Regions from separate parts of the Mus musculus genome. Here all the other regions are linked to region 1. Evidence: chromatin contacts called from public HiChIP or PLAC-seq data. All regions are on one chromosome and are shown on one strand. Each heading gives the region's core, a stretch centred on a gene start, on an enhancer-like site or on the middle of the called end of the contact. The rest is flanking DNA. Distances are from core to core; before and after follow the strand shown. Region 1 overlaps Igf1r (insulin-like growth factor I receptor). Region 2 overlaps Gm34350 (a long non-coding RNA gene). Region 3 overlaps Ttc23 (tetratricopeptide repeat domain 23).

What was found. HiChIP or PLAC-seq counts read pairs in DNA pulled down with a chosen protein or histone mark.
Region 2: an H3K4me3 HiChIP or PLAC-seq map of embryonic limb bud shows a contact between it and region 1, with 3 times the contacts expected there. The contact joins two enhancer-like sites. A contact is called at or near these places in 7 of 115 datasets of contacts at active chromatin or transcription factors (bone marrow-derived macrophages, craniofacial prominence, embryonic basal ganglia and 4 more) and 3 of 9 other capture datasets (adipose tissue, liver and pancreatic islet).
Region 3: an H3K4me3 HiChIP or PLAC-seq map of forebrain shows a contact between it and region 1, with 5 times the contacts expected there. The contact joins two enhancer-like sites. A contact is called at or near these places in 1 of 15 datasets of contacts at CTCF or cohesin (pro-B cells), 22 of 484 Hi-C or Micro-C datasets (3T3-L1-derived adipocytes, the C2C12 cell line, the G1E-ER4 cell line and 15 more), 4 of 115 datasets of contacts at active chromatin or transcription factors (acute myeloid leukemia, embryonic basal ganglia, embryonic forebrain and 1 more) and 2 of 9 other capture datasets (adipose tissue and embryonic stem cells).

The regions. Positions count from the first base shown.
Region 1 is chr7:68,127,364-68,131,143 of GRCm38.p6, forward strand. All of the region lies in intron 2 of Igf1r (insulin-like growth factor I receptor), which reads left to right. Among named protein-coding and RNA genes, the nearest start is that of Gm51488, 7.9 kb to the right of the region's middle. Within about 2 kb of position 1,773, at least 378 of the 459 cell types and tissues checked have an H3K27ac peak or open chromatin away from gene starts, as enhancers often do. A contact at or near this core is called in Sertoli cells, adipose tissue, embryonic limb bud and 2 more, where this site is marked.
Region 2 is chr7:67,824,103-67,827,789 of GRCm38.p6, forward strand. The region is part of intron 2 of Gm34350 (a long non-coding RNA gene); the gene reads left to right. Among named protein-coding and RNA genes, the nearest start is that of 4833412C05Rik, 22 kb to the left of the region's middle. Within about 2 kb of position 2,184, at least 18 of the 459 cell types and tissues checked have an H3K27ac peak or open chromatin away from gene starts, as enhancers often do. A contact at or near this core is called in embryonic limb bud, where this site is marked.
Region 3 is chr7:67,670,999-67,674,614 of GRCm38.p6, forward strand. All of the region lies in intron 5 of Ttc23 (tetratricopeptide repeat domain 23), which reads left to right. Among named protein-coding and RNA genes, the nearest start is that of Ttc23, 25 kb to the left of the region's middle. Within about 2 kb of position 1,798, at least 55 of the 459 cell types and tissues checked have an H3K27ac peak or open chromatin away from gene starts, as enhancers often do. A contact at or near this core is called in Sertoli cells, adipose tissue, forebrain and 1 more, where this site is marked.

The DNA of each region.
Region 1 (3,780 bases), core at 523-3,022:
CCTCTCCGCTCTTCCTTTACCAACAAACCATGCTAGTTCTAGTTTTGTAGCTAATTCTGGCCAGAGAAGTAAGAACGGAAAGAGACCTCTCTGCTCTTGGTACACAGTGTAGTTGGTGGGAGGTTGTGAAAGGTATGCCAAGAGAGGAAGTGATTTTAGGCAGAGTGGAAATTTGCCAAGTAGAGAAAACAGAGTTGTTGACCCAGCAGAGAAAACACATTAATTGCACGTGTGTAAGGAAAGATTTTCAGGGGTAGGCATACTCAGGATGCTAGGGAAGAATCCTAGAAATATTTGGCAAGTTTGCAGCGGGCACTTTAGTAGAAGCCCATCTCCACTGAAGACCCAAATCTGAAGATAATACCATTCCAGGCCTCAGGAAGTTCAGGGTCTTAACGTAGGAGTGGAGTCTAAATACAGCATTAAAGCCCTATCAGAGACTTAGTGCTAAGAAAACAAATTTCAGTCTTCTGCAAGAAGTGGGGTAGCTGGGCCAGGGAGAACGGTGGAGAACAGTGGCCTCTCCTGGGCAGGCAGAGGTAAAGTCTAGAAAGCATAAAAACCAACGTTGAGTAAAATGATGTGTGTGGTCTGGGCAGGGACCTGGGAACAGAACAAAGTGTCCAGAGGGAGGGTGCCTACAATGAAAGTAGCTACTGGTTTGGGGTCTGATGCCAGGCTGCAAGGACCAAGGAAAGCCTAAATCCATGTTTTATACAGCAAAGGTGACTTGGGGTGAACATTTACTGGGGTTGCTTGTGGCAGGCTCCATAGGAGATAGCAGAGGTGAGGGACTAGAATGGCAAAGGAGAATGCCAGGTGGCCAGTTTGCACTGTTATCTCCTATAAAGTACCCGTTATCGATATATCGTGATACCGATATATCTTGATTGTGAAAAGTGACAACGTGGTCTCTGTATATTCAACAAGCATTGAAGTGGAGAGAGCCGGCTTGGCTGGCCTCCTGGTCCCCTTTTACATTGAGGAGGCTTGCTCAGGATAGCGACTTGTGAGCATGTTTATGTGCGGGGTGAGCAGAGCCCCCCATCCTAAGAGCAGATGGTTTCCTCCGCCTGGGGTCCTGTAAGGATGGTGAAGCTGGAGTGAGGGAATGGGAGATTCAAGTGAGACTGCCAGAAATACTATGGGCAAGGCAAGTTAACCGCTTATTTCTTATCAAGTGGTCCCAACGCCGTCATGTGTTGTTTCTTTTTGTGTATGTTCTCCATCCCAGCTGCTCCCAATAGGCTCAGAGCTCCTAAAACTTGCTATCAAAAGATGTAGCTGTGTGTCTGGTGCACCAGCATGCCATTAATGGCGTATTGTATAGTGCAACAATTTTAGTGTGTGATTTAAAGCAACTTTCGTAAAAGACAATTTTAAATTTTTATTCGACGGTGAGGAAGGGGCTTCTGGACAAAAGCGACTAAATCGGTTATCATTCCATTGGAGACTTCGTCAGCCATACAAGAAGTGAAAATGATGGAAACAAAACCTTTGAGGTTCTGCACAAAACAAAAAAACGATGTGTGGCTTAAAGTCAGCAGTTCTGGCTCGGGGGGGGGGGGGGGGGGGCTCCAAACGACGCCTCCAGGTGCTGACTTTTGGGGCCACCCCCTTCCTGCCCTCCCCGCTGTGGCAGCCAGGATTCCTTTTGTCTCGGGTGCTTCCCCACCCCGCCCTGCCAGCCAGAGGGAGCTGGCACCGGGCGCCCTCCCCACCGCCCCTGGACCAAGGTTGTTTACTACTTTCTACTCGGAATAACACGCCAATCACCAGGGCCCGCCCTCTCTCTCAGCCAATCAGTTTGTTGGGAAATTCCACCTTTCCTAAGGGCCCAACCAGCGATTGGCTGCAGGACTTGTCAGTCAAGCTGGCATCCCGCAAGGATGCAGCTGGAGTATTAGGGACGCGATCACCAGAGCCGAGGAGGAGTAACCTTCCCATAAACAAGATGGGGGGCCCCCCAAGAAAGCACGGATTGGGGTGGGGAGCTGAAGCTCAGCCCAACCCCGGGGCCCCACCGGAGTGAAGAGGGCCGAGCGCAGAGCCGGGGAATCCCTCCCTCCGCCTCCCGCCCTTGCTGCAGTTGTAAACACGCTTCCCTCCATGTCTGTTTTTCTTTCTCTAACCGTGGCCATTACAGGCTGCTGTTTACAAAAATCCTGCAGGGCAGTGCTGTTCTCTAGGATCCTGTCCTCCATTCACCTTGCCTCAGGACCCCTTTTCAGGCTTTTTTTTTTTTTTTTTTTAATTTTCTCCCCGCTGCTAGGCACAAACTGAAGGAAGCTATTGGGTCGTGCAAGCTTGTTTTCCTTTTATTGCAGCACGCAAAGCAAGTCACGCTGTAGCAGCAGCACCATTTCCCAGGAGAACAGGCTGGCTGGCCATTAAGAGCACCGCGCAGCCTAAACAGGCGTAGCTCTAGAAGGACTGGCTGGGTTTTTGTTGTTGTTATTATTATTACTGGTCTGAGTCAAGCTGGATGCTATTTTGATTCTGCATTTTCTTCCAAAATTCGTCTTGAAATCTATCCCCACTTACAGGTTTGGGATTTACACCACCACCCGGCGCACGCCCCTTTTCATAAAGGCAGTATTGTGTTGAACTAAATGTTTTTCTACCTTCTCTGATCTGAATCAGGTTTCCCATTTCTAGCAGCACAATGTAGTTGTATTCTGTGTGGTAGGGGCGTAGTGGACATGAATTATTTGCGACAGGGTTGCCTGGAAGATACGGAGTGGAATTTGCGTGGCACGGAACAGTTCCCAGTGCCCAAGGTTTCTGTTACTCTGGCTCCAAGCAGGAAGCGCAGGCAATATGGCAAAACACAGCACGTGGCATCCCATTCAAAAACGCTCTTTTCTAGAAGCTGGTATTGCAGAGGATATCCGATCTTGACTAGTTTCACCACCACCACCACCCCTTTCACAAGCAGAAAGAAAAACTAATGTACGGAAATTTGGTGTAGATATTTAGTAGGAAGCTTTGTTAAGTGTAAAGGCAAGGTTTGGAAGTTCTGGCGAGAAGCTGAAGGACCTTGTGGGCACGCTTTACAGGATTTAAGGTTGTAGGAATTGTAACCCCCACATGGGAGGCCACGGACCTCTGGGCTCCTCTAGACTTAACACCCTGCAAAGTTACTGAGCTACAGAGCCCTGGAGGATCTTAGGGTTGATGCTGAGGGAGAAAGGAAGGTTGCTGCAGGTAGGAATGTGGGTGGCCCTAGCATGTTCTGGCCAGGATTGGATTTCCAGGAGTAGCTTCTATGGCTACCTGTGTGAGTTTGTGGAAGACTCCAGTCTTAAGTTATGAAAGCCTGGTTAGGATCTCAGTGGATGGTTGGTCTTTTTTCCTACTTACTCATTTGTTTGATCCCAAGCCCCAAACCACCCCCCCCCCTTTACACACACAAGCAGCTTTCCCCAAAATGACCAAGTTAGTATGTAACACGCTACCGTTATATACTGAGCTGTCGTCAGGATTTGAGTGGAGGTGGCTGTGTCGCTTGTAGTAAGGGGAGGTTACGAAGGCCACAGCTGGGGCAGAGTTCTGCCTCAGGGCTACAAAGTTCCTGGCATCATTACCCCACCTTATGAAGTTACAAACTGGGCAAGGGGTTGAAGGCAGAAAGAGACCGTAATGAAGAATGTTGTGATGATGTGTGTACCAGCTCCTGTCCCTTATTAGCTGCCTCATCCAGGCCAAGTAAGTTCACCTCCGTTAGCCTCCTTGTCCACTGCCTGAAAGGAAAGCCGTGATGTCTGTGTATGGCTGTGA
Region 2 (3,687 bases), core at 934-3,433, 300 kb before region 1:
TGGTGTCTGCCTCGTGGCTACAGCCAACCTCCCACTGTGGAGAGTGCAGGTTCCCGGTCTCTGTCCCCAGGTGCCTGCTTTGTGAACCTGCATGGGGACCACCACATGTCACATCACTCTGTGAAGAAGGGTTTCTCTTGAGCCCACCCCTTTCCAGTCTTCACTTTATTTCTACAGCACATTTTCAGATTTTTTTCTTCTTTTTTTTGTGCCTCAGTGGGTATAGACTGGTGAGTTTCCAGGATTCCTGAGAAAGGTGTCAGCCACCATCTGTTCAGCTGCTTTTCAACTTGGGAACATGAGAAGTGAGCTTGACTTGGGTGTGAGATTGTGGCAGGCTCTCAGGCACCAGGAAACTGTTCACACCCTCTGCTGGATCTGACTGCAGTAGCAGCAGAAGCAGCAGCAGCAGCAGGAGCGACAGCAACCAGCAGCGGTGGAGTTCCAAGGCAGGGCCTAGCTGCTCAGCGCCTTGCCCCTTTGACCAACCAAAGGGTTGCACAGGGTTCTCCTGAAGGGAATGAAAGTCAATGTTTCTGGTCTGCGATGATGGACTCTTGGGGATTTTCCTTGGCTTGAGTTGGCTCTATCTCACACACTCACTCTCCCCATTCCCCAGGACTCCTCAGAATAAAACTGAGGGCTCCTCTGTTTTTATGGAACACTAGCTCTAGTACCAAAGAGTTACCCTAATGGACAGAGCTGGAGAGAGGAGAGAAAGGGTTGTAGGTGTGTGGGACTGGTGCACACAGATATCAGGTGGCTGGTGGCTCTCCAAGTGGACACAGTATGGAAGCTGATACAGTATAGTTGTGCTAGTAGAGATATATAAGACAATTAGCACAAAATGTTTTTAAACCTCCGCAGGAGTTGCAGTAATAGGCATATGATAGATATAAAGAATATGTGTATGTGTACTATGTGTGTATATGTATATGCTCATAACATAAATGTATTATATATGATCATGAAATACTGCTTTGGACCCTGGTTTTTCATGGATCCCAGGTCTTTGGCTTCTATCAAGATCCATACATCTGCCCTGGAGAACCTGTCAGTGAGTACTGACAGGTGGCTAGCCACCCATCCCCCTTACTCCAGGAATGCAAGACCCTTCTGAAGCCAGTTTCTCACTTTGCCCCAGGGCTAAGCTCCGCTTACCCTGTAGCTGCTGCCTAAGAATGCACTTTGGACGGGCACCCTCTTTCTGTCTCGTTTCCCACTGTCCTGTTAACTTCTGGCCTGCTTCCAAGGGAGCCAAACCAAGGTGTGTGCATATGTGTGCATGAGTTGTGTTTGTGTGTGCGCACGCATCTGCACGTGTGCATGTCAGTGTTGTATGTAATGATCGGTGACTCTTTAATTATCCAAGTAAAAGACAGCCCATGCATGAGAAAGTGTGTCATGCATGAGAATTGTAATTAATCCAATTCTATGTGCCTGAGGTCTGTTTTCAAAAGCTTTTAAAGACTCTGGAGCCAGACTGGTGGGCTTACCCATGCCCTAGCAAGCTGCTTACCCTCGGTTTCGTCATCTATAAAATGGGAGTACTAATCCCATCCAACTTCTGTGTGCACCCCAGGAGCCAGCCTGTGGAAAGCTGTTGAGGACAATGTCTGCAGTCTGGGTTGGCTGCTGTCACTATTGTCACTAAGCAGGAGCCTCCCTTGGTTAAGGCCAGGCTCATCAAGACACAGGGAAAGAGAAAGCAGTAATAAAAGTTTTACTGGGTCTTTGAACTAAGAGTCAATGCATGACTAAGAAGGCCCAGGGACACTGAGCTGAGATAATGACTCCTCACCGTCTTGACACTCACACTATTCCGGGTCTGCTTAGAGCTTCTTATGCCGCCATCTTTCAGATTCACAGATCCCCCCTTGTCAGGAAAATGCACAGTCAGCCACTTTACCACAGCACTGGCGCTAGCTACTGAATCCAGACACAGGTAGGCACTGACTTAACATAATGAACCCTATTGTGCAATATGTCCACTTGGCATGAGAAAACCTCTCCGTAGTTTTATCCGGAGTCACAGTCACAGTACAAATGCAGGCAATGACTTCATGTTGAGTCTCATGGGCTGGAGAATGCAGGGCTTGCTTACCATACCCCACCAGTAGCCAGAGAAAGATAACACCCCTCTTTCCCACCTCAGCTTCCAAAGCTACGACTGGCTCTAATGTAACTCTGATGCTGGCATGATGTGTTTGTGAGTCAGATCCCACGAGTCGACAAAGTGTTTAACGCCCCTACAGAAACCTGTGAGCTTTTCCGATTAGCCTCATATTCCACTCACTAAAGAGTGGACACCCAGCCCACACAGCCCTCTCCTTGACCTGCTCACAGCAGAATTCACTTCCTAACCTCAAGTTCCAGTTTCTCCAGTCATTGCTCCATTTCTGTTCTTTGAATCTGTGATCTAGGCACGTGACTTTCCCCCCCACTCCGTCTAGCCAGCGGCTCAACAACAGTCCATGAACCTTCTCTGACACAGCTGTTTCCAATATGCCACAGGCTAGCGATTTTTATTTTCTGAAAGGACACAAAGTAAATATTTCAGGTCTTGCTTAGACCTACCAGGCTTTGCCATTATAGCTTGATGTAGCCACAGACAATGAATACGGCTCTTTTTGCTCTTGTTGTCCAATAAAAAACAAAACAAAACAAAACAAAAACGTTATTTACAAGTAAGTGATAGGCTGGACCTGGGTTATAGATTGCAGTTCATCAAGTCTTACTATAAAACATCAAAACCAAATATAGTTGGCTCTCCATCAGGCCTACTCAATAGGCTATTAATGAACTCTCTGGCTTCCTTCAAAACGATCTTATGTAAAACCCATGCATGCGGAATTTTCTATATTTACTTCGAAAGCTGCTTCGAGACACAGCCAGAGCTGTTCTGCCGCATTTCTGTATAGATTCACTATACTTTGTCAACTCAAAGCAGTAATTAGGGTCTGCGTATTCATGCTCTCCTTTCATGAAAACCACATGCTGGCCGTGAGGGTACGCCCGTCCGAGTGCTTGCTCCTCAATGCTCCTTGCTTTCCTTGCCTCCTCAAGGCCCGCAGTGTAATTTTGTTTACCACATTCTGCACAGTAACAAGGCTTTTCTCCACCACGGACACACAATTTGGAGAAAAGACGAGTATTGACTGTACCAACGTGGGCCCAAAAACATCTGTATGGAAACTACAGGACAGAAATACAAGTTTCTCAGCTTCTCTCCTCTCCAGAGTTCAGCCTGACACAAGTGACTTGTCACTGCCATGACACAAATAAGACTTCATTAACACGGCCACGCTGATCCTGGTAAACAAGTTGATTTGCACTTGAGCACCCTAAAGAATGAAGTCACAGAGAAGGAGCTCCCAGTAGGTGGCCCTGCCTTTTTCATTAAGGCAAGCTTTGGCTAAACCCTGGCACCTCGTTAGAGAAGCTGCCATTCCGGTCCCCAGGGTTAATGAAAGTACGGGCATGCCCTCGCTGAGAGACGACAACATTTGCGATCAAGGCCCGTCACATTTTTGTTTAATGATACGTGTGGGTTGTTGTTTCTAGTGTGTTCTTTCCTAATCGCCTGTTCCTTTGCACCCCCAGTGGATGTAAGAGGGTAAATCTGGTCTCTGCAGTGGCATGTGGCAGTCGGTTAGCTATCAGGGAAATCACTGCTTTTTTTTTTTT
Region 3 (3,616 bases), core at 548-3,047, 460 kb before region 1:
CTTTCCCTTTTGATTTATACCTTGGGATTTTGTCTAGCACCCAAATATCAATGAGTCTCCATAGCTTCCCTCTACCTCCTATGTTTTAAGATTAAAGAAAGAGTGTGTATATGTGTGAGTTTGTGCACATGAGTGCAGTACCTAGAGAGGCCAGAAGGGGGTGTCAGTCCCTGGCTCTGGAGTTAAGGTGATTGTGATCCACCTGGTGTGGGGTCCTCTGCAGGAGCAGCACCTGCTGTTGAACAGTGCAGCACCTTCCACCTCTGCCTCAAGTGTTCACCACCTTGTCACTGACTGCATTGAGTGTTTCATAGCTTAGCTCAGAAACGCCACTTTGGTCCAGAGCCAATAGAAATGAGGGGGTTTCATCTACGGATGTGTGTGATTTTTTTTTTTTTCCAAGCTGTTCCAGCTGTGGCATCGTGGGTGGAAGCACATCTGCCCAAGTGCCTGTGAAATAGATGTGTCTTCTTTAGTGAGCCGTCCCACTCTCAGCCTTTATGAATATTCCCCAGGGACACAGAAGAAACTGTGTTCTTTATTTTGTGTGTTTAATGACCTAATGAGTCTGTATTATGTTGAAATTATTAATTTCTGATATTTACATGTACATCTTAAGTTTTTCTTTTATTTCTTTTTTGTTCTTTGTTTTTTGAGACAGGGTTTCTCTGTGTAGCATTGGCTATCCTGGAACTCACTCTGTTGACCAGGCTGGCCTCAGACTCAGAGATCCACCTGCCTCTGCCTCCTGAGTGGTGGGGTTAAAAACATGGACCACCATGTCAGACACATCTCTAAATTTTTGTCAAGTTGCTATATTAGTGTTTAGATGAATGTATTTAGACCCCCAAGTACAATCAGTGTTCTGTCTATGAGTAGTTTTTCCATCTTAATGTATATTTTGAGGTTGTTTTGCTAGAGGTACTGGGGGAGAGCCCGAAACAACATTCCCCCATACTCTTCCATTCTTGTAATTACGGTACATTTTTTTTTTTTGTCTCTGTCCAAATTTTGTTTGTGTTGCTGTGATGACATTTACCCTGACCAATAGCAAGGGCTTACAATCCATCACACAGACCGTTAGTGTGGAAGTCAAAGCAAAAACTCAAAATGTCACATCCACAGTCAAGAGCAGAAAGACACCAGATGCCTGAACACTCTGAGAGGTGCAGTTTCATCAGTCATCAGGGAAGTGGGAGCTAAAATAGTAAGGTATGACACAGTCCCACTAAAGGGCCTAAACCTTTCAAAAGACCAATGGTGCCAAACGTTGGCAAGGATGTGGCACACAGAGATGCCTTCTTCGTAGCTGATTGGGTGTATTTGATGGGATTCTTTAGAAAACCATTTAGCATCATCTCCTAAGTATGAACATCTTCATACCCTTTGACCCAACAGTATCATTGTAATATATGCTTGGCGGGAATCTCTGCCTGTTTGTTCATCAGAACACACATCCGAGTGTGCTCCCAGCTTCCTTATTCAATAGCCAAGAGCTAAGAACAGCCCAGATATCTTCAGAGGGAGGCTAAAAATCTGTGATCTGTTCAAATAAAAGGATGATTGTCAAGCTGTGTGTTACATAACCTCATGTCTGACTCTCACAAACACAGAATTCAGTTGAAGAAGCCAGACAAATGGAAGGGGAACAGCCATTCTTTGGTGTTGGGGAGGGCTAACCCACTCGGAACCTTTTCCTGCTCAGAATAAGCTGCTTTTCTATCTCACTGCGCAGGAGGCATACAGATCTGCTTGCATCTGTTGACACCTGACCAATGTGTCAGTTCTTAGTGTTGAGCTCTGTTGCTACAAAACACTCACGTATCCTGTGCCAGAATCTGGCGCCGCCTTCACAGTGCTTGCCACATCGCAATACCAAGCTTCGACAGCAGGGGGCGAACACTGTCCACATCTGTGTCAGATAAGCGGCAAGAATTTGAAGTTCCAGTTAACCTCTGTGGAAATACTTTGGGGCATAATAGAGTTATTTCCAATGTTGCCACGTACTTCCATTCTGATTCTTCCCCCTGACATTTTATATAGAACTCACAGTTTTAAGATGCATGCTTTTCATTACATCTCTTTGCTTTGTGTTTTTGTGGAAACAGGAATATTTTATCCAAACTGGCTCACTTTACAAAGAAATAAGGCTTTGGTTTTGAACGGCGTGGCGTTTTCTTTCCTTCGTGAGTCTTGGGGATGGAAGGCCAGGCAAAGGTCTCAGGCAGCCTTTGAATTTCTGCCCCTCTTAAAAGGACATCTTTTAGTGTGTCCTCTCCTCCTGCTTCTCCTTTTATGGTGCCCACCAGGCTGGCCTGACACACATAGCGAGGGCTGCGAAATGACTCGGGCTCAGGCTTCCACTGCTGCAGGAGGCCTGGACATTCTCCCCCACGCCCCACGCCTCCGTCCCCTTGTCCCATCCCCTCCTCTGTCATAGCACCACGGAATTCACTAACGACTTACTAACCTACCTGAGTGTCAAAGTGTTCCTGAGTTGTCTCTGTTAAATTGTCACCAGCAAAGCCAGGAAAACTTCCCCCCTTCCTCATTCTTGTGTTCTATCCTGGGAACTTGCACGTAGATCCAGAGATGACTAGTTACATAGGTGCATGTTCATGCATGTGCACACACACACATGCATGCACGATAACAAGGTGCCATGGCCGATGGTGATGTACTGATGGTCTGTTGCTGCTCCACAGTATGTGATCTGTCCCCAGCTTTCTCTGTGACCATGTGACATCATGTTTGGAGTCTTCCCCAGCTTGCCCCACAAGCACCTGGCCTCGCCCAGCTGTGCTGAACTAGCCCAGGAATGAGCAAACGCTCTTTTTTTTTTCCCCTGGAGCATCAAGAGGACGGCCTGCCAAGTGTTTCCAAGCATCGTGACATGGTGTGATGAACACTGTGGGCTGTGAGTCAGCTCCCTGGGTTCAAGTAGGGGTTCATTCAGACCACCCCACAGGGAGAGTGGGGGCAAAATCCCTGCTTCCTGTAGTTCACTCTCCTCTCTAGCCAGCATATGAAGGATAGGACCTTAGCACAGCTCTGAGGGTTAAATGAACGCCAGGTTCAAGCTTCTTATGAGTGGGGTGGGGAGGGGAGGGGAGGGGAGCGGAGGGGAGGGGAGGGGAGGGGAGGATAAAAGCCACATTAGCTGCCCATCACTGATCACCGTCCATGGCAGGCTCCTGAATACACTGTTCATCCTTACCGCAGGTGTATACCCTTATATTCCCATTGGCGAATAGAGGAGCTAAGGCTGAAGAACACCAAGAGGAAGTAACTAGCCAGACAGAGCCTGCACCAGAGCCTGCACATTCATTCATTCATTCATTCATATTCTCTTTCTCCCCTCCCTCTCTCTACCTCTCTCCCTCCCCCTCCCTACTTTCCCCTTCTTTCTTTCTTTTTCCTCCTCCTACTTCTCCTCCTCTTCCTCTTCCTCCTCCTCCTCCTCCTCCATCACCATCATCTTTTCTGGCACACTCATTTGCTGGTTACAGGTATTTCACACTCCACAGCTCACCCTTTCCACGGACTTTATGCTATCCTTGGGCCCAGCAGCTCGGTATTGTTTTATTGTTACTTGTGTGAGTGGCTGGGAGTCAAA